Linked DNA regions of Mus musculus: all the other regions are linked to region 1. A link is a contact called in public Hi-C, HiChIP or PLAC-seq and promoter capture Hi-C data. All regions are on one chromosome and are shown on one strand. The core of a region is the stretch at or near the end of the contact, and the rest is flanking DNA. Distances in the headings are between cores, read along the strand shown.

Region 1 (4,239 bases), core at 419-2,918:
CTAGGAGTTGGTTCCTGGCAAACTCTTATAGTGTCTTCTCTAGTGTTCTTCATCTTGCTGCTAATTCCTTCCTAGGAGAGATTTGGCACTTAAGGAAAATGGATTGGTGCTATGAAGCTGGTGAACCTTTATGTGAAGAGGTAAGAGCCTTTCTCTACGTTTTCCAAATATTTTACCTTATTACTATATTGTGTGTGTGATGGGGAGGGGGAACATGCCACATGTGCCTAGCAGGCATGTGGTGTCTAAAGGACAACTTCATGCAGTCAGTTCTCTCATTCTGCCTTTATGTTGTGGGTCCAAGTTCTCCTGGCTTGGTAGCAAGCTCCCCTACCCACTGAGCCATCTTGCCAGCCCATCCCTTCTACATTTTACTCTTAAAAAATGGTTAAGCTTATTCCATAGTTTCATACACAATTCCCTCTTCCCATTGTAGGAGCAATTCTAAAATAAAGAAAAGTTTTATTCTTTCTTAGCATACAAAAAAACTCTATAAATGTGTCTATTTATGTTCACTTTTTCCCACTGGTTTTCTGATAAATGGCAAGTGTGGGCTAGGTAGGAACAGTCTGACATGAGTGGCAAACCCCTCTGGTGGGCAGGAAAGCTTGAGTAGTAGTTCAACAAGCAGAGAATTTCAGAGAGCAGATGGCACAAGGATGCCGGAAAGCTTTTGAAGACATTTGAACTCCAACCTCCAAATACTTTGATCACAAATGTTTCTGTAAGTAAATGTCTCTACATGGTCCAGCAGCAGGAAAGATTCTGTCTAAGCAGTTGGAATCCATGTAGTCTGTTGGTTGGTCTTAAATTGCATCAGACCTCCTTATCTACACTCAGCAGGTAGCCAAATGAAGCTCTGGCATCTTAGATAGCTGTGGTCAGCACTCTTCCCCGCCTACATTCCTGCTGTCTTGGAGTCAGCACACTGGCCCTGTGTGCCTTCCCCCTGTCTGTCTAGGGATCAGCAGTGGTTTATGTTTTTAAAAAGGCACAACTGGGCTTGCACTGAGACACTTTACCAGTCAGTAAAGTCCACTGAGCACCCAAGAGAGTAAGAAGCAGGTCTCAGAGAATTCTGAGGTGTTAAAATTAGGTAGCCTCTTAGTAGTCTGTGGGTCCGAGTTCTACCCCACAGTTGGGGTCTGTAAATACCACTCCGGCAGACAAAACAGGAGGGAACTAGGCTACATTGGGGGAAGCAGAAGGCAGAAGGCAGCTTAAGATGTGGGGCCCAAGTGAGAAACAGCACAGGCTGAGGTGAAGAAGGCAGGGTTTCACAAACTCCCAGTGTCCAGTCACCACTAGGAACCATATAGAGTTGGGAATGAGGGGGCCACCCAGGCTGGCCATGGGAGTGGGGAAAACTCCAGCTTAGCTCAGGGGTGAGTTTTGTGTCCGAAGGGCAGAAGGAGCCTTCTGCAGGAGACTTAAGCAGCATGGTTCTGTATGATGAAGGCTTCCCCCACAGCAGTTCTTGATGAGAGAGGCAGTCTTTTTCCAAACTGTTTATTCATTGTTCATCTTGGAAAATTGGTCCCTATGACTTAGTCAGGGTGGGCCAGAGATTAAAGGGGGTGTCTGGGAGGGGAAGCTTATTGGCTGGCCCATCTAGATAACTCATTAGCATGGAGAACTCTGTTCTGTGCTAAGTGACTAGTGGTCACAATCCTCATGTGCGGTGTCACGGTCACATGTTCCAGTACAGTAGCCAGGTTTGAGAGTAAATGGCGTGTATACCATTCTCAGATACGAGAAGTAAGGATTTCTGAATCTGCTCAACCATTCCAATTTTTGTCTGGTGACACAACTTGCCCCACAACTGTCTGTTTTTCCAGAGACAGGCTATTACAACAAACTGATGCTGGCCTCAGACTTCCTCCCTCCTGTCTCTGCCTTTCAAGTGCTGGGATTACAGGCATCCACCACCATGCCTGGGTATTTTCTTCATAATCAGTCCCCAAATCAGTATTAGACAGTTCATCTCAAAGCTCATAGTTTTCAAAGCTGAAGTCCCTTTCAAACTTGGCAGTCTCTTCTTTGTCTTTCTTAGATTTGGTCCTGGCCTTTCTACTCTCCTTGCCCCTTTCTACTGCCAGAGTACCACGCACTGCTTGACCTTGAGAGCTGTTTCCTCTGAACTAAATTACTTCTCAGCTTTCCTGGCCTGGCAAGTGGTCCCCACATAGCCCCTCATACATAGCCCAAACCATCTTCAGTGGTCATTTCTGTCCTGCACCCCAGGCAGTGCTCACTCTCTGCCGTGCTTCACGTCCAGCTGCCTGCCACCCGATGCTGTGCACTCGGGCCTTCCTGCCTCTCAGCTCTTGACTGTTGTCAGCCCTGACTTTCCCTTTGTTCCTCTTTTTATCTCCACCCCCAACTCCTATCCCCTGACAAAGTTCTTTATCTTATTTCCTCTAGTTTCCAAACCCAGCCATTTTTTCCAAGAATCACTGACATCTTACATTCCACAAATTGTTGTCTCTTTCCTCAGATCCTTTGTGGCTCTTCTGTTCTGTGCCCATAGCTTAAGACATAATGGTATTCTGATTCATAGTCTTAGTTTTATCTCCTTTGTCTTCAGTGTCTGCTTGGTTGTTTATCTCTTGAGAAGATAATAGAAGTATAAAACTTTTAAAGATCCAATGGTCTCTTTGTTCATTTCAGAAGTGACAAAAAGAATTTCTGTGTTCCCAGGATGCAACACTGAAAGAGCTTATGATACGTTCTGGGGATACTTTGCTTTTAACTGAAGGGAAACTTCCTCCTCCGGTAAGATACTGTTTCTAAATGGCCGTTTTGTAAGTAAGTTACTGTTTTCTGATTACTATGATAATAGGGAATGAGAAAATATAGGCAGTCATTACAAAAAAAAAAAAAATAGACAGCTTTGCAAAAAAGCTTATCAGTCAAGCAGATTTCCTTCCTAATTTCTAAATAAAATTAAAATAGCTATACGTAAAATATAATTAAAATCATTATATATTATATATATATATATGTGATTAAATTAAAATTATATTTAAAATCAGTGATATAGAGAATGTTATGTCTTCCATTTTTATATTTAACTTATTTTTGAGACGGGTTTTCACTATATACTCTTGGCTGGCCTGGAACTTGCTGAATAGACCAGGCTGGCCTTGAACCCAAAGAAATCCACCCGCCTCTGCCTCCTGAGTGCTGGGCTTAAAAAGGGTCCACCATACCAGGCTTTATATTTAATATTTTAACCCCATCAGAAGTCCAGAAATTACCATTACATCAAAACTAATAATTTACTGCTCTTTAATTTCTTATATTTTCAGTATTATAAATTCATCTTGTTTTTAGTTTTTGTTTTTTTAAAATGTTTATTTTATTTATTTTTTGTGTATGGGTATTTGCCTGTATGTATGGCTGGATACCATGTGTGTGCCTATTACTCACAGAGGCTAGAAGAGAGCGCCAGATCTCCTGAAACTGGAGTTACAATTGTGGGCTGCTGTCAATGCTAACATTTTGTTTTATCTTTTTGCCTAAAAAATACTGATCCATAATTAGAATTTAGTACTTAAATTCTCTAAAGTAGGATTATTAAAAGGTAAATATGTTTTTAAAAGACCTTTTTAGTCTGTATTGTGTGTTTTCCTGACACATTCCAAATGACAGTCCTCTTAGAAAGTGAAAGGGCTCATTTTACTATGTCCTTGTGTGTCCGTGTGTGTGTGCGCGTGCGTGCGTGCATGCGTGTGCATGTGATGCACATTGGGGAGTGTTTGTATGTTTGTGGACACATGTGGGGGACATGTGTGTTCACATGCATATTGAAGCCTACAGTTGATGTCAGTTATTATCCTTTTCACTGTATATACTGAGGCATCATCTCTCATTGAACTTGAAGCTGGTCAATTCAGCTAGGCTGGCCAGTCAGCTTGTCAGGGGTGGCTTGTCTGTCTGCATAGGCGCTAGCGTCCAAACTCAAGTCAGACTTGCAGCAAGCACCTTATCCTGAGCCTCTGCCCAGCCTGTTGTGATGCTTTTTTTTTTAACAAGCGTTCCACATCACTGCTTTTCTTTATTCGTTTTTAATTCAAAAAGGCAAAATGATAAAGCAAAATGTTTCCAATTCCAATCTTCAGATAAATGACATTCACGTATTAGAAATTCAGGCAGTATAGGAAGCTGTTGGTCAGATGATAAAGCTCTCAAATGAAAAGCAAGAGTCGTAGCCATGGCTCCCTTGTGCATCCTCCT
Region 2 (3,836 bases), core at 519-3,018, 190 kb after region 1:
CCTAGGAGCATGCAAAGCATCCTGGTTAGCATGTGGACATCGATGATTGCGGGCAGCACAGCGTGATCAGCACGATTATCAATAACCCACACTCACATGCTGGGCTGAGAGGGTAATATTTTCACCTGGCAGCATCAGAAGAATGATGTCCCAAAAGGGGAGATTCGGACAGACTAAAGGGAAAGGCCATAGATCAGCTCGCAGCAAGATAAAAAGAAAGGAAGTTGCAGAAAGAGGAAGAAGCTAAACGACAAGCTGAATTAAGGCATCCTTGTTCTTGGAACCACTGAAATTCTGGTGTACATTAAAAATAATACATCACATACATATGCTTAGGAATATTTACACATTTTCAAAAGGAAAGGTGAAGGTCTTCTAACCTACCCAAAGATATTAGTGATAGAATCCAGAAGGCCTCCAGCAGGCTGCGAGAGTCGCTTACTAAAGAGGAGGGGAGGATAGGTTTAAACCTTAGAAACATTTTGCCCCAAATCAAAACAGCCCCTAAAAATAAGTACCTGGGAATACACTTTCCATTCCCAAATCCCAGCCAAGACAAACTCAACACAGCATTTGAACCACCAGGAAATAGTAAGGAGGGAGAAGGAAAACCCAGCCTACTGTCTTAAAGAAACAAAAGGCTCTCAGGATTAACCTGATCTTCCTGCAAATGACAAGGAATCTGTCTAACATACCTAAACACTTCTGGGTACTCATGGTAAATCCAATGCATTCTTTCAGCTCTACTTTAACAAGACCCTAAGTATCTGTCCTTGTGTCCTAGGCTCTCATCACTATGTATAATAAAGTTTAACGGTTCACTCATCTCTCAGAAGGCCATTGTACCTGTTTGTGTTAGAAATGTTAGGCCACTGGTACCCTGTCTCCCTTCCACTCTCCTCTCTGTGGGGTGGACAGGGCGTGGGGGCTCTGGGTACATATGACTAGGTTCTCATGTCCACAAATGAGCAGTCACAGTGATGCTGGCGCTTGCCTTTCGCCCACCCAGCCAGTCCACTCACGTAGCTGCTCTGCTGACAGCTCGGACGGGAGAGGTCTCTTCTGTGTGGTCTGAGGTCTCATCCACAATGACTTCAATGTCATCATCCCTGGAAAGAAATGAAAGAGCATCTGTCATTGTGCCAAACAGGAGGTGTGCAAAGGCCAGTACCACATTCTATTGATGGATTCTCTCTGGAGACTTGGTTGCAAAGTGATGGTGAAGAAGAAAAGGGAACTCCACGATGTGAGAAACTAACGGTTGTACCTACTCAAAACCAACAGTGCCAAATGAGAATAAAGAATTTCCCAAAGCAAAACCTAAACGTGTGTGCTTCTGATGGCTAGAGTCTGCACACTTCCTGTGATACCCATGCTCCTTTATCCCAGCGGATGCCAGGCACCTCTGGAATTCCTCTCCCTACATATTCTTGTAGGTCAATTCTTTCCTGATGGTATGGGAGGCAAGCAATTATTTTGATATTAATGATCACTTGTGTTGCAATCTTCATGAGCAAAATAGCTTAATAAATTAAGAGATCACCACCACTTCCTGTTTGGAGGCTTAGGAATGTGAAGGCTAGATTTGTTTTTCCTTTCAGTGACTGTCTGGATAATGAGCATATATACTTAAGAACCTGTTACACCAAGGCCAAGTAAATTGATTTTTCCCTTATTTACTCTAGGATTACACAGAACTGCCTCACACTCTTGGCTGGGGTAGAGAAGAGAATAAAGAACATGGCTGTGCCTGGTTTCCTACTTGGCTGGCTTTCCTAGACCTAGAGTTTGAGAGTCAAAGGAGAAAGACGGCAAGAGGAGCTGAGTCTACAGTCATGCTCTGATGGGGTTTCAACACCCCAGAAAATACCAGGACCTGCCAAGTCATCACCTCTAGCCCAAAACGTGCATGTTTCCAACCCACACTGGCACAGCCCTGAGGAGCACACAGACTAGGGAAGCCTCTTTAGCAGGCCCTCCCAGATTTGCATTTCAGCACAAGCTCTCTATGTGGAGTCCTGGGCAGGATGCTGGATCCTTTTCATCTAGTCACCTGGTTACATTGGCAAACAAGAGGCAAGACATGACACTACCTTTTTTTCTTGTTTTTCTTTTTAAAGTAACCAAATCTCATTTTTAGGCAACCTGTGGGAAGCCACATGTGCCGTTGCAGAGTGGCACTGACTACTGCTGGCCACCACGCATAAGTTTGGACAAACAACCAATGTGTACATATGCAGTAAAGTTTTTTGCAAAGACACTGCCTGGCCCGGGCATGATAATGAGGTTCTGTAAGGTACTGAGAGTATAACCAATCAGATGTGAGACATGCAAATGAGGTATGATAATGAGGTTCTGTAAGCTACTGAGAGAGTAACCAATCAGATGTGAGACATGCAAATGAGGTATGATAATGAGGTTCTGTGAGGTACTGAGAGAGAGTAGCCAATCAGATGAGGAACATGCAAATGAGGCGTAGTACATAACCAATCCGGGTGTAAGACACGCCTCTCCTAGGCCTATAAAAGCAGCACCAGTTCTGGGCTCGGGGTCTTTTCGCCTCTACAATCAAGCTCTCCCAATAAATGTGTGCAGAAGGATCCTGTTGCAGCGTTGTTCTTCCTGGCCAATCGAGCACGCGCAAGAGCAACCCATTTATTTACTTTGTGGGTATGAAAAAATACACCAAGACCAGTTTTCTCCATTGAGGTCAGGAGACACACACATTCATGTTCTCTCCTTCTAGAGCAAAGGTTTAGCAGAACAACTTTCATTTCTTCAAGGAGGGGGTGTATGGGTGGACAGCTCGGGTTTAAACCACTCCTCTTCACTTAAAAGAAAGCAATAAAAATTCTATTTTTTAAAAATGTAAGTTTACTTATGTATGTTTAGCCTGCATGTATGTATGTAGGAGGTCAGAAGAGGGCACTGGGTCTTATAGCTGGAGATAGAGAGATGGCTGTGAGCCACCATGTGGGCACTCAGCAAGAACAAGCATTTTAAACTGCTGAGACCTCTCAGCCCAGGAGCCAATACACGTTTACGTAACAGTAGGTCTGAAGCTAAGATATTCCAGCAGAAAACCCATCCTGAATCAGAGCAGAGAGGACGATTACTGAAACACCCACCACTTAACAGACCTTCCAGTGCCAGGCTCTCCATCTTCATTAGCAGGTGGACTAGGGAGAGCTGATTCAATTTCATTTCTTTTTGCAGAGATCACTGACCTCACTTATGCTTAAAAAAACTGGACAAACTTCCACTAAGGTGACAGACCAAGAGAGTAAGAGACTGATAGCACAGCACAGATTACATGATCATGTAATCATCTGATAAGAGAAAGGCCAATGATCCGAGTGTCCACAGAAACCGTAAGGCGGCTCTGTGTGCAGGAAGTTAGTCATGAACAGCTGACTGCTGTCAACAAGGAAAATTTCTTAGAAAGTAATTTGGGGAAATATCCAAAAGTCCTAAGCCAACACATATTACTTTAAAATTTTATCCCAAGTAACTGATTTTAAATACTGTCAAAGACCATGTTCAGTACATTATTTCTAAGTGCAGCAAGAAGCCACCAGAGTGAAATTAACTGAAATGGCCATGTGCTGACTGCCTGTTCAGTGGTGATAATATATTTTTCTTTTCTGCCTTTAATATTTTAACTTTGAGCTGTGGCTGTAGTTCCAATCCCTAAAACCTCCCCATAGTAAAATAAAATATCTTTTTAGCTTTTAAAGAAATAAAACCATAAAAAAATCATTAAGAACATAGACCTGAGTAATTTCTCTATACTCACTGTTCAACAGGTAGAGGTTCCTTTGCTGCTTCTGCAAGCT
Region 3 (4,060 bases), core at 915-3,414, 170 kb before region 1:
GAGACACCAAGGATTCCAAAAACAGCAGAAAGTGAATTAACAAACAAACAAACAAACAAACACCTTTGCATTTCTAAAACTGGTCTCAAAGCAAAGTGGGAACAAGCCTCTTCAGACAACCAGACCCTTTGCTCACAAAGGATGGGTGGCCTCTGCTTCCAAGGCACTGGGCAGGGGAGATAATTAGCACAGATGTTTTCCTTTCCCAACACCATGCACGGGCTTGCCATAGACAGTGAAAAACTCTTCTGGGATGGGTACATCCACATCACAGCTCCTGCCCACTGGGGAAGAGGGGTAACAAAGGCAGTAACAGTCAGAACACCAGGAAGTCTGTGGTGACCCTGTCTCTGCAAAAATGAAACCAGAACAATGGCACTAACAATGGCTATGCCAGTGTGGAAGGCGGAAAATTTTCTCAGGGTCTCACCCCTAGGCAAAGAACTACAGGCTACTGGGAGAGTTGGCCTCTCCTAGGCACAAGTCCTTTATTGACTGTCCAATACCAAGTGTTCAGCCCTGATACCAAATACACACAAACAACAAAAACAGACTCAGCAGCCTATACCTGCACTTTTGTGAAACACACACACATATGTAACAATAATTATCAAAGGAGAAGAGGCTATCAGATTGAGAGTGGGAAAACACAGGTAGGGTAGGAGAGAAGATAGGAGGGGAGTCATGATGTAATTCTATTCTGTTTGAAAAAGTAAAAAAAAGTGAACAAAATATATAATCACCGTTATAGGAATTTAAACACCCACACAGCATAAGTGATGAAACCATTCATATAGTTGAGATCCACAGAAAGCAAAACACGTTGAAATCTAAAAATTGTAAGAAAAAGCTGCCATTCAAAGCAAAAGGCAAGTTAACCAATTTAGACTCCCACAAATAAAAACCATGTAGATCAAAAGAAAACAGCCAGAAAAGAATCAACAAGGAACCAACCAACAAACAAAAAGCCCTAAAAAGCATGCTGCACATACATGAAAGTCTGAGTGTTACTATCCCCGATGAGACAGGGTCGTTGCTAACTTTGATTAAAGATGTGAGTGTGTAATTTCCCATGGAGGAAATGCAAATGGCCCAACTAGCTAAGGAAGCAGATGTCACAGACTGAAGCAGCTCCACAGAAAGAGGGAGAGGACAAGAATAAGCAAAGTGACCCTTCATTTCTTACTGTGTCTCTCACTCTTTTGCCAAAAGCAACTCCGGCTGGTGATTATAAATGAGAATGTCAGCGGTATACACACATCCATAGGCAAGATTTATCAGCTGCACAAACGCACAGTTAAGTGTGAATGGTTAAAAGTAATCCATCAAAAGAACTGAAAAAGAACATAAATGCCAAACCACCATCCAGCAAGGAATAACTTCATCATCCAAAGTCTACCTCATCATGTGCTAAAGGGAAGATGGTGTACCTTGGAAAGTGGCTTTCCCTGGTGGCAGTTGATCCCACCAACATAGATCACATTGGGCATCATGGGTCTGGGGAACTCCAAGACAAAGTCTCTGCCTAACAACCAAAAGGACACTGGGCTGAAGAGGTCTGTCATACTCACTCGTGTCTGGAGAACGCCACAGGCAATATCTGCAGCACTTTTGAAAAAAGTATGACAAAATGCATGCTCCCCCATTTAAAGGTCACTTATTTTTCTCCTTGAAAATCATGGTGTCTGTGTATTTCAAGAGAGCTCTGTGGACAAAAGAGGGAGGACTGTGACACTGGGTGCCATCTTCAAGATATTAACAAAATATTCCTCTGCTTAAGACCACGGATGGGAGAGAGAAAGACTTGACTACAATTAAACCAAAGACATTAAAAGGATCAAAAAACACAACATTAAAAGAAGTCTGCTTAAAGTACTCCACTAACTTCTTGACGTTAAACAAACTCCTACAGTGTGAAAATAAGAGTTCAAAGAAACCTTTGGCTGGACTCTTCAGTAGAGAAGTGTTCCCTCTTCTTGGATTTTCCATTGAGATTCAGTAAACACCCGGTTAAAATCCTTGAGAGTCTGAGAGACTGCATATGTTTTCATTGTACAATTTAGGGATTTGCCCAGCTGCCAACTCACCTCTGGGATGACTACCACCACCTCATGCCCTCTGTGAATTAGTTTCTCCACAACCATCTGCATGGTGAACCACTACCTCCCATCCAAGGGCACCACCAGCAGCCTGCCTGCCTGGGCAAAGTCAGAGGCCAGGACCAGACAGAGAGGAAGGGAGGTTGGAAAGGCTGCAGGAGCCATGAGAGAAGCACAGCCCATGGCAATCCAGCTGCTGAGATCTGTGCTCGCCTAACACAGCAGAGGATGTGTAGTGGAAAGAAATATCTACCCACTCAGGAGTGCATGTACCCTCAAACAGTCCTAGACACTGATTGACTTGGGAGAATGTTAATAAATGAGCAAGAATTATTAAGAAAACAAATATACTTGTTTTTGAGAGCTTCTTCATGAGCATAATCAAACAATGTGAGCTTAGAAATTGTTATGAGGAAATATACTAGACCCTAAGGAGTCCAATTATACAAAAGGAAGCAAGTTTCAAAGAAGCTTATATTTCTAGGATTGGTCTCAAAGCAAAATCTGGACACTTTCTGCAGGTTACCAGACTGTGTTCCAAAGGGATTTATGGCCTCTGCTTTCAAGCTTCAAGGGAAGGGTCCTGAAGATGCCCCTCTTCCCAAGACACAGAGAATCAACTCTGCCAGAGAGCAGGGCTGCTGTCTCTGTGCACACAGTGGGATTCTTGTTCCATTTTCAAACACTCTTTCATCTGCCTTGCTGACGCTAGGCTGACAACCATCTTCACAGACCAATCCAGGGACGGGAAGGAAGGTGACATCAACCTCCTTACAAAATCCCCTCTGAGTCACTGGAAGCCATAGGCAGACATTCTCTATGAAGAAGCAGAGAGAGCTCTCCGGTGATGCCCTCAGTAGCCCAGGGACCTTCTCCACAGAGCAATGGCTCTGTCTCCCATGGCACTTCAGCATCTGCAGGGTTGCTTCCACCTTGTGGCTACTTTGAACAGTGCTGCCATCAGCACCACATGCAGGGTCCTCTCAGTAATTGATCTCAAGTCCTTCAACTGGGATTAAGGCTGCTAGCTCAGGAGGAAGTTCTAGTACTCACTGCTAAGAAACTATTAGACAGGTCTACACGGGGATGTATCATTTTAATTTCCCTCCAGGCCTCCATTACTGCCTGGCCTCCACATCCACTCTGAAGCTATTTTTACTTCTGTTTAGTGTACTCTTCCTGGTGCTGGGCACAACATCTTGTAGATCTTGTGGGTTCTGCTTGCATTTGTGTAATCACTCCCATCTCCTGCCTCATTTTGCCAGGACAGGAGAACAACACTTGAATTTGAAAGTCCTGACACTGGAGTTGCTAATATTCAGAAATACCACTGTCTCCCTTTCCCATCAACTGGTTGGAAATCTCTCATTCACCAAATACACAAGAATGTGAGACAAATACTCACCTACAGCAAAGCCTTTGACTCTCAGCACAGCATGGTTCAGAAGAGTTGCTCTAAGTAGACAGAAGACCCTTGAGCTGCATAGACACTGGGTCTGGTTAACTTCACTATGTGATATTTTTATTCATCTGCAATGTTTTTGTTGTTCTTGTTAATTTTCCTTTGGTGGTTTGAGATGGAGTTTCTCTGTGTAACCCTGGCTGTTCTAGAACTCGCTCTGGAGACAAGGCTGTCCTTGAGTGTACACAGATCTGCATGCCTCTACCTCCTGAGTCCTGGGATTGAAGCCATGCACCATCACTGCCTCGCATATTTGCAAGTACTTTTGAATAATAAAGTCTACTTGATATTTTTGAGACAGGCACATCAAAGATTATTTTGTGTGTTCTCTGAAAATTATTGCTTATTATTTATGTCAGTAGTTTTGGTCCATGTATGTATGTGCTCCACATGCATGCAGTGCCCGTGGGGATCAGAAGAAATCTGTGGGCTGGAGTTACTTTAGAGCTGTGATGGAGTTCCTGGGAATTAATCCTGGGTCTTTTGAAAAGTGAGAGAT
Region 4 (4,315 bases), core at 865-3,364, 130 kb after region 1:
CTCTCCTCTCTCCTCTCTCCTCTCTCCTCTCTCCTCTCTCCTCTCTCCTCTCTCCTCTCTCCTCTCTCTGTGTAGCCCTGGCTGTTTTGGAACTTACTCTGTAGACCAAGCTGGCCTTGAACTCACAGAGATCTGCCTGCCTCTGCTGAGATTAAAGGTATTCAACATCACTGCCCAGCTTGGCTCCCCTCTTTCTTTACTGGGGTTCCTGCAGAGGGCTGTGGGGTTTCCTATGAGTGAAAGACAGAAGGAACCCCACTCTGAGGGTCAATTCTGGGACCTGGCTAGAGACACAGCACTCCTGGGATTCCAGAGTGGTATCTGGGCTGGACAATTCATTCTGCAGTGCACATCCTAGCAACCAGGCCTGGGCTGCAGGCAGAAGGTAGAGTATGGCTTGCAACAATGCTGGCTGGGAGCCAGCATCAGGACCACTTCCTGAATGAGTTCCCAGACATCTGGACATGTGAACTGTCTCCCATGGGAAGGACGCCCCTGTTTGCACCCCAACCCCCGGGAGTTTAAAGCAGCTTCTGCTTCTCCTGCCTCTAGTGAGTTCAGGAAACTCTTGCAAAGTTTTGCTTGAGCTAGGGGTGGCCACATCCTACCACCTGGGTTGTGGTGTTCTCTCTCTCTCTCTCTCTCTCTCTCTCTCTCTCTCTCTCTCTCTCTCTCTCTCCTCTAGCAGAAGAGGGCCTTTGGGCTAGGCTGTACTGTAGTAGAACCTGCGGAAGCCAGGCCCACAGCTGTGTTCAGGGCCATTAGGATCTCATACTGCATGGTCAGCAGCAGCTTACAACGGATGTTTGACCCGGTTTGAGGAACCCTGCCCACCAGAGCCCTGGTTGCTGGATGTGTCTGGAACAGTGCTGGGCTCTTGCAGCCTTCTGAGTGGCTTCTACATTGAGACCAATGTGATTTAGTCGTAATGGGATGGTTTTGAGAAGGGCCTTGGAGATGAGAGAAAACAACTCAGGATGTGTCTGTGAGAACATTTCCAGAGAAGATTAGCCCAGAGGGAAGGCTGCCCTGGATACAAGAGCCACCATTGCAGAGGCTAGAAACCTGGCTGTCATCAAAGGGGGAGCAGGGGTATCCTGCTAATGCCTGCATTCCTTGTTTCCTGAGCTGTTCTGCTCTGCCACGCCCACCCTGCTGTGATCAATAGAAACTGTGAATGGAAACAGATATTTCTGTGACAGTTTGTTTTCTCAGATACGTGCCTGTGCCTAAACAATGAAAAAGCTAACATGATATGGCCCCATTTCTAGACTGCTCTGCCCACCCCCGACCCCCGGGAAATCCTAGAATGGTGTCCATTCTCCCGAGGATCATTTGGTCCAAAAAGCACACAGAGTTTTGAATGAGAAACAGGAAATGGTATAGAGATACACACACACACACACACACACACACACACACACACACACACACACACACATCTGGTGTAATCTTCCTGCAAATTCTGCTACAGTAAAGGCTATCATTCTAGCCCGAGGGCCCCCTTCCATGACAGTCAAGCTGGGGGGGAGACAGACAGACAGACAGAGAGAATGAAACATGCATGCAGACACACACACACACACGTGTGTGTGTGTGTGTGTGTGTGTATATATATATATATATATATATATGTATATATAGATATATGCATATATAGATATACGCATATATATATATAGATAGATATAGATATATATATATACACACACATACATATCATAGCCCTAGCCTGGGCTAATAGCTCATTTAGTCATCTTCTGGGGGCAGGACGAGCATCTCATTCCTGTCAACACATTCCAAGGATACACAGAGCCCTTCTTGTTCCCATAGTGACCTTACTCTCTAGATTTCTCTCCTCCGGTCCCTTGTTTATAAAGACTGTTCTCCCAGCCTAAGAGATGGACCCAGAGGCAAAATAAACACATAGCCTAGCCTGCCTTGCTTCATAGCTCTTGATGGGAGAAAGGGGGAAGAAAGCAAAGGCTTTCTTTTCAGAAAAGGCAAAGTTCCCTCTTCAGAAGAGGAAGCTGACAAAGCGGGCTGCCGCCCAGGAAGTGGAAAGACACCTGCTACTTACTGTGTTTCCTCCGAGGCTACAGGCTTGACGTAATAGTCACTTGAGTAGAGAACCACATTGGCTATCTGTTCCACTGCAAAGGGAAGACAGGAGGGGGTGGTCAGGGCAGCCCCTCGTGCCTTCAAGGAGACACACAGGACCATTTGACTCTGGCTTTCTCAGCCCTCGGCTTCAAGCTGCAATTTTTCAAGGTCTGGTTGCAGGCCATTTCTGTATACCAGTGACTCACTCTGCGTTACCAAAACACCGGGCTCTGAGATTCGGCTCCAGGAAGCACCCTTCTCTCCTCCAAACCCATAATCTCTTAAAATCAAGCTTGAGGATTAAGAGAAACAATTTCAAGTTCCCATCACAGTACCCAACTTATAGAAAACTACTAATGTTTTGTTTCAGAAAATTTCACCGTTTCAAGGTCATTGGTATTATTTTCCAATATATTTTGAGAAATATTTTTTTTTTATTTTGAAAAAGGCTTTCCTGTGTAACCCAAGCTGGCCTAGAACTCACAACTCTGCCTCAGGCTCCCAAGTGCTAGGTTACAAGTATGCACCAACACACTTTGCTGAGAAGTAAATTGTTTTTAAATTTTATTTATTTATTTTATGTATATGAGTACACTGTAGTTGTACAGATGGTTGTGAGCCATCATGTGGTTGCTGGGAATTGAATTCAGGACCTCTGCTCACTCTGGCCCCACTCATTCCAGCCCAAAGATTTATTTATTACTATAAATAAGTACACTGTAGCTGTCTTCAGAAATACCAGAAGAGGGCATCTGGTCTCATTAGAAATGGTTATGAGTCACCATGTGGTTGCTGGTATTTGAACTCAGGATCTCTAGAAGAGTAGCCAGTGCTCTTAACCACTGAGCCATCTCTCCAGCCCCGAGAAGTAATTTCAAATACAAGTATGCAATGATACATGATCAATTTTGCAGCTGTTTCTGAAAGTTTGCTTCTGTTCTTTCAAAATTGAAATTACAACCCCAGGGTGACATTATTTTTAAAATTTGCATCACTGGAGGAGGCCACGAACATGTCAAGGACTTGTTGGGAGGTCAGAGGACAACTTGTGGGAAAGTCATTCTCTCCTTCCCCTACATGAGTTCCAGAGATCAAAGTCATGGCACCAGGCTGGGAAGCTGGCATTTTTGCCAGCTCATCCCAGTAGCCCAAGTGAGCATTCACTGTGAAGAGAAGGGCTTTCTGGGAAGTGATGGAGTTGTGGGGACAGCACACTCATGAGTGGATTCCGTGGCCTTAACAAGGAGGTTCCAGGAGCTTGTTGGATGAGCTGCTTGTCAGATGAATCTGCCAATGCCCTGATCCTGAACTTTCCTGTGTGCTGTCAGCTGGCCATAGCGGCACACACCTGCAACTCACTACTAGGGAGGCAGCAGTAGGAGGAGCACACGTTTGAGGCCCACATCTCAGTGTGTGTGAGCCACCTAGTTTATGGTGTTTTTGCCATAGCAGCCTGAAGGGGCAGATAGACTCTACTACACCAATCAAGGAAGCCATTGGCACTGCATACAATATGCTGAATAACTCAGGCCCATAGAGAATTAAACCAACATAAAACAAGGCTGGATTAATATTCATAATCACAAAAAGGAAAAAAAACCATAGATTCTCTAATATACATGCACACAATTCCTGACTTTCATCTTCAGTGGACGTGCAGGGAAAGTGGAACGTATGTCTGACACTGCTATAGCTGAATAATACACAGAGGTTTAATTAGCCCCTGGCTCTGGAAGCTGGAACTCCCAAGTGGTGTTGGCCTCTGATAAGGGCCTTCCTGTTTGATCATAATAGCCAAGGACCTCAAATGGCAGAGACATTTAATGGCTAATTTAAGTCTCTTTACTTCATGTCATTATAGTGTCATTATAGGCCCTTCCTCAGAACCCCATCTGACCTTAGCTACTTCCCAAAGTTTTACCTGCAAATATCATTAACATGTGAATGTGGAGATCAAATTTCAAACCCTTGAACATACAGTGAGCACATTCAAACGATAGCAGATAACTGGGCTATACAACCAACTGGTTGGCATGGGGTAAACCCTATTTTGTACATATGTGCACACTCGTGTACGCACATATGTATACACTGAAGAATGAACCCAGGACCTGGCCTATGCCCAGCAAGCAAGCTACAAACTGAGCAACATCTCTAGCTTTTTCAAAACTGGGATTTCACGTAGTCTAGTCTGGCCTCTGCTTGTTGCTGT
Region 5 (3,808 bases), core at 344-2,843, 140 kb before region 1:
AAAAAGTTAGGAGGCATGGCCTTGGAGTAGATGTGGCCTTGTTGGAGGAAAGGTGTCACTGGTGGTGGCCTTTGAGGTTTCAGGGGCTCCAGCCAAGGCCCAATGTGTCTCCCCCTCCCTGCTGCCTGCCAATCCAGATGTAGAATTCCTGGCTTTTTCTCCAGTACCATGTCTGCCTGCCTGATGCCATGCTTCCCACCCCCCCACCCCCCGACCATAATGGACTAAAGCTCTCAAATGTAAGCCAGCCCCAATTGCCTGTTTTCCTTTCTACAAGTTGCTGTGGTCATGGTGTCTCTTTATAGCCATAGAATCCCTAAGAAGCTCCCCCTAGATGATATGCATAATAAATACGATGTCAGCTCTGATCACCTGCTTCCTTTAAAGTGCTGCTAGTGTCCCATCCGTGACACCTTCCCTAGTGAGCCCATGGTCCAGCAGCCCAGAATGTGGCCCTGGGCCTCCTTCCCTTCCTTGCTATCCTCACCTTCTGTATATTTATGCCTCTCTCCCAACTACCAGTAGCATGTGCAGGTGTGGCCAATCAGTGTTCTAATGTCCCACCCTACCACACCCAGTGTTCCTCTCTATTGAGTCTGCAGCATGCAGATCAGTGTCCAGCATACAGGAGGTTCCGAGTACCAGATTGTATGTGAGTGAACTTGCATTGGGACTGCCTGTCCATTTTATCCTTGTGCCTCATTTTCAATGAAATAGTAAAAGGTCACTCCAGGAAAGACAAGCACAGAACCAGCTCCCTTTTGAGGGAGGAGCTGGTTGCTGACCCTTCCACATGTGTATAAGGGAAAAACCAACGACCCTTTCCTTCTGCACACTTTCACTCACACAGCTCTTGTGTTACCAGGCATGTATGAGTCAAGTCAACCACTTAGCAGAGTTGGCTACAGACCAGAGGCTCTTTTACTCAGCCTCAGAGCAGCTCTGCTCAAACCACTCAGAGAACTAAATCACTCAGTCAGAGGTTCATTATAGCAGCAGCACCCATAGTGCAACAAGACAGCAGTGGAGAAATGCCAAGAGCTTGGGGGAGAGACATGGCCGCTCTGTGTTCTTGGTGCAACCTATCCTCCACACCTTCAGCAACCTGGCAGCTCCCCAACCCAATCCCTCTGTGCTTTCATAGGGGCCGCATCATGAAATACAGGGGATGGGCTGATTGATTAAATTACCGTTGATCAGTAATCAACCCTAACTTCAATCCCTTTCTCTGCCCTTCCCTCTAATCTCAAAGCTGGTTCCAGACCCCATCCTTACAAACTTTCCAAAAGTTGCCCCTTAAGCATAAGCTTTAAGAAAACAGTACAACAGCTTATCACAAACAAACAGCACAGGTTTCCCTCCCACCCCTCATGAAATCAACAGGCATTTGGGAAGCTCTGCACAGGAAGACAAAAGCCCTTATCTTTCAAATTCTGTATTACTCTCTCACCACACATAATCTGTTACTTGCCTGTCAGATAGTAAGGTTAGAGACCTGTGCCTCTAGGTAGCACGTGATGAGGGCCCTTGAGCAAGAGTAAGAAATCTGGAAGTCGGTTTCCAGTCAGCCACCATCAGCCAGCATCTGAATTCTGGGTTTCCTAACCACCACCAAAGAGGGAGGGTTACATTTGTTCTGTTTGTTAATCACTGCTGAGGGCGGGCCAGGGAGTTATGGATGTTGAAATCAGGCTGCCCAGGGAGAAGTTGTTCTTTGCATCAAAAAACTGGCTCACCTAGACCTTGTCACATATATGCACATTTGAGCCTACATGCCAGGGCTTGCCTTAATCTTGGCACCACAGTGAGCTGAGACTCAGGAAAGCAAGACTGAAGGGGCCACCCCAAAAGGCAAGCAGGAACATAGCCAAGATGAAAGTTCTTTCTTTAAGGCTTAAATAGACTCCACTCAGTCCAAGCTGGAGTGGAGCATCAGCAGTGTGGGGATAGGGTGTTGATGTTTATTTATTTTTTAGTTTGTTTACTTTTAGTTGATTCTTTGTGGGTTTCATATTGTGCTCCCCAGTCCCACTCATCAACCATCCCCGTCATATCTGCCATTTGCCTTTAACACATGAACAAGCAGGCAAAACAAAAACAAAAAGCATAGAAAATATCTCATGGTAGAAGCTGTAATGCTGTCACAGTGTATCCCAGAGTATGTCTCTCTGTCCACACATCTTCACTTGTAAATGTTCATTGCACTGAGGCACTGGTCCAGTTTGAGATCTCTGGCTTCTGGGACATCATCAGGGTTTTTGACTCAGAATGAAAAGAGACAAGAGAGGATGCTGCCAACCTGGCTCACAGCAATGAGAAACCACTCCTCAGAGGCTCACAAAGGAAGCACACTGTACCTATGTCCTTGCTGAGCAGCTGAGCAAAAGATTTCTGGAGAATGTATTTAAGCAAGCTGGCATGGATTGGGGGAAGCAAGAGGAAATGTAGCCTCGGATTCTTTATGACAGACACACAATTTACCGAGGTCAGGGCCCTTCCTAGGAAAACCATCAGGTTCACCTGGGTACTGACAGGGGTAGGCTCATTATTTCCAGCAAGTCCATGGGGTCATAGGTTGAAATTAGGAAGAGGGCAGGAGAGGACAGCAAGGTTCTGTCAGAGCATCACCAGAGGGTGCCTTGCAAGCTTTGTTCATGAGATTTGACTCTACTGCTTCTTAGACTGGTGTGTGTGTGTGTGTGTGTGTGTGTGTGTGTGTGTGTGCGCGCACACACACACACAGAGAGAGGGGTGTGCAGGTGTCAGGAGTGTTTCTGTACCGGGCACCAGAAAAGGGAATGTGGCATGCCTGGCACTTCTATGTTTTATCCCTAAAGAACTGCTGCAGGAGACTCAGTCCAGTCAAGGGCGAGGATACAGGCTCAGGGTGTCTTGCATTACATTTTTCCTACCTATACAGGGGAAGGTCAGCTTTAACCTAGGGATTTCTGAAGAACAACAAATGGGGCTTGGGGCACACACCAGTGGAATGAAGGCATAGATCTTGGGATAGAACCACCCTGTATGGGTAATAATGCCGCTCCCCAAATTGAATGAAGAACAGCTAGCATCTGGAGTAGGAAGGAGGTCTGAAAGTTGACAGGGGACAGTTTCATTCCAGAAGCTGAGGGCTATCTGGAAAGGTCAGCCATGAAGAGTAATTCCCTTCTCAAGAACTCACCCTTCCAGATCCTTCAGATACCTAAGCCCAGGAATTAGAGGCCCAGGACCTACAAGATGACAGAAGACCTACAGAACAATTTCAGACTTAAAAAATCTGAATACAGAACACAAAAAAGGCAAAACCAAATCCATGAATTTCCCTGGTTTTGTTTCTGCTGCTGTGGTAAAATACTCTGATAAACAGAAGCTTATCGGACACAGGCTTATTTTACTTGCAAGTCCAGATTCTAGTCCATCCTTATGGAGAAGGTAAGATGGCAGAACCTGAAACAGCAGACAGAAGATCATCAAGCAAGGGCAGAGAAAAATAAACGTGTGCATGATTAGGACTTAGCTAGCTTTCTCTAATCATATGCTGTCCAGGGACCCAAAGCAGGGAATGATGCTTCTCGCTCTCAAGTGGGATCTACATCAATTGCAGCAAGCAGAACCATCTGCTACGGATGGACACTGCCATAGGCCAACCCAAAGTAGATAATCCAGGTGAGTCTGGGTTGTATCAAGTTGGTGATGAAACCAACAGTTCTTTTAATGTTTAAACAAACATGAGTATAATTATAGGCACATAAAGATATACTCAACTCAAGTCATCAAGTTACTTAAACAATCCATGCAAATTTAGAAC

The links. Hi-C and Micro-C count contacts between places; a contact is called where the count stands out from the background. HiChIP or PLAC-seq counts read pairs in DNA pulled down with a chosen protein or histone mark. Capture Hi-C pulls out chosen DNA fragments and counts their contacts.
Region 2: a promoter capture Hi-C map of adipose tissue shows a contact between it and region 1. The contact joins two enhancer-like sites. A contact is called at or near these places in 7 of 39 promoter capture datasets (the C10 cell line, the HPC-7 cell line, cranial neural crest and 4 more), 1 of 15 datasets of contacts at CTCF or cohesin (large pre-B cells), 5 of 484 Hi-C or Micro-C datasets (bone marrow-derived macrophages, cortical neurons, double positive thymocytes and 2 more), 2 of 115 datasets of contacts at active chromatin or transcription factors (double positive thymocytes and extraembryonic endoderm stem cells) and 3 of 9 other capture datasets (adipose tissue, liver and pancreatic islet).
Region 3: a Hi-C map of bone marrow-derived macrophages shows a contact between it and region 1, with 19 read pairs. The contact joins two enhancer-like sites. A contact is called at or near these places in 1 of 39 promoter capture datasets (liver), 1 of 484 Hi-C or Micro-C datasets (bone marrow-derived macrophages), 1 of 115 datasets of contacts at active chromatin or transcription factors (intestinal villus epithelium) and 1 of 9 other capture datasets (macrophages).
Region 4: a contact with region 1 is called in an H3K27ac HiChIP or PLAC-seq map of microglia, with 4 times the contacts expected there. The contact joins two enhancer-like sites. A contact is called at or near these places in 1 of 15 datasets of contacts at CTCF or cohesin (large pre-B cells), 10 of 484 Hi-C or Micro-C datasets (8-cell embryo, embryonic stem cells and nephron progenitors), 2 of 115 datasets of contacts at active chromatin or transcription factors (large pre-B cells and microglia) and 4 of 9 other capture datasets (adipose tissue, embryonic stem cells, liver and 1 more).
Region 5: an H3K27ac HiChIP or PLAC-seq map of the HPC-7 cell line shows a contact between it and region 1, with 8 times the contacts expected there. The contact joins the promoter of Ugt1a6b here to the enhancer-like site in region 1. A contact is called at or near these places in 3 of 39 promoter capture datasets (liver, macrophages and neutrophils), 4 of 484 Hi-C or Micro-C datasets (the G1E-ER4 cell line, embryonic fibroblasts and embryonic stem cells), 2 of 115 datasets of contacts at active chromatin or transcription factors (the HPC-7 cell line and extraembryonic endoderm stem cells) and 2 of 9 other capture datasets (liver and macrophages).

Annotation. Positions count from the first base shown.
Region 1 is chr1:87,958,325-87,962,563 of GRCm38.p6, reverse strand. It overlaps Usp40 (ubiquitin specific peptidase 40), which reads left to right. Exons shown (of 32, transcript NM_001198573.1): 23 at 76-140; 24 at 2,701-2,775. Among named protein-coding and RNA genes, the nearest start is that of Usp40, 48 kb to the left of the region's middle. Within about 2 kb of position 1,668, at least 104 of the 459 cell types and tissues checked have an H3K27ac peak or open chromatin away from gene starts, as enhancers often do. A contact at or near this core is called in the G1E-ER4 cell line, the HPC-7 cell line, adipose tissue and 5 more, where this site is marked.
Region 2 is chr1:87,771,418-87,775,253 of GRCm38.p6, reverse strand. Atg16l1 (autophagy related 16-like 1 (S. cerevisiae)) reads right to left here. Exons shown (of 18, transcript NM_029846.4): 6 at 3,797-3,836; 7 at 1,023-1,109; 8 at 385-441. Among named protein-coding and RNA genes, the nearest start is that of Atg16l1, 17 kb to the right of the region's middle. Within about 2 kb of position 1,768, at least 19 of the 459 cell types and tissues checked have an H3K27ac peak or open chromatin away from gene starts, as enhancers often do. A contact at or near this core is called in adipose tissue, where this site is marked.
Region 3 is chr1:88,124,980-88,129,039 of GRCm38.p6, reverse strand. All of the region lies in intron 1 of Ugt1a10 (UDP glycosyltransferase 1 family, polypeptide A10), which reads right to left. All of the region lies in intron 1 of Ugt1a9 (UDP glucuronosyltransferase 1 family, polypeptide A9), which reads right to left. All of the region lies in intron 1 of Ugt1a8 (UDP glucuronosyltransferase 1 family, polypeptide A8), which reads right to left. The region is part of intron 1 of Ugt1a7c (UDP glucuronosyltransferase 1 family, polypeptide A7C); the gene reads right to left. It also overlaps Ugt1a6b and the pseudogene Gm15372. Among named protein-coding and RNA genes, the nearest start is that of Ugt1a6a, 7.8 kb to the left of the region's middle. Within about 2 kb of position 2,164, at least 8 of the 459 cell types and tissues checked have an H3K27ac peak or open chromatin away from gene starts, as enhancers often do. A contact at or near this core is called in bone marrow-derived macrophages, where this site is marked.
Region 4 is chr1:87,826,235-87,830,549 of GRCm38.p6, reverse strand. Sag (S-antigen, retina and pineal gland (arrestin)) reads right to left here. Exons shown (of 16, transcript NM_009118.2): 10 at 2,081-2,153. Among named protein-coding and RNA genes, the nearest start is that of Sag, 25 kb to the right of the region's middle. Within about 2 kb of position 2,114, at least 155 of the 459 cell types and tissues checked have an H3K27ac peak or open chromatin away from gene starts, as enhancers often do. A contact at or near this core is called in adipose tissue and microglia, where this site is marked.
Region 5 is chr1:88,101,042-88,104,849 of GRCm38.p6, reverse strand. Ugt1a6b (UDP glucuronosyltransferase 1 family, polypeptide A6B) reads right to left here and starts at 1,593. Exons shown (of 6, transcript NM_201410.3): 1 at 1,472-1,593. All of the region lies in intron 1 of Ugt1a10 (UDP glycosyltransferase 1 family, polypeptide A10), which reads right to left. All of the region lies in intron 1 of Ugt1a9 (UDP glucuronosyltransferase 1 family, polypeptide A9), which reads right to left. The region is part of intron 1 of Ugt1a8 (UDP glucuronosyltransferase 1 family, polypeptide A8); the gene reads right to left. It also overlaps Ugt1a7c.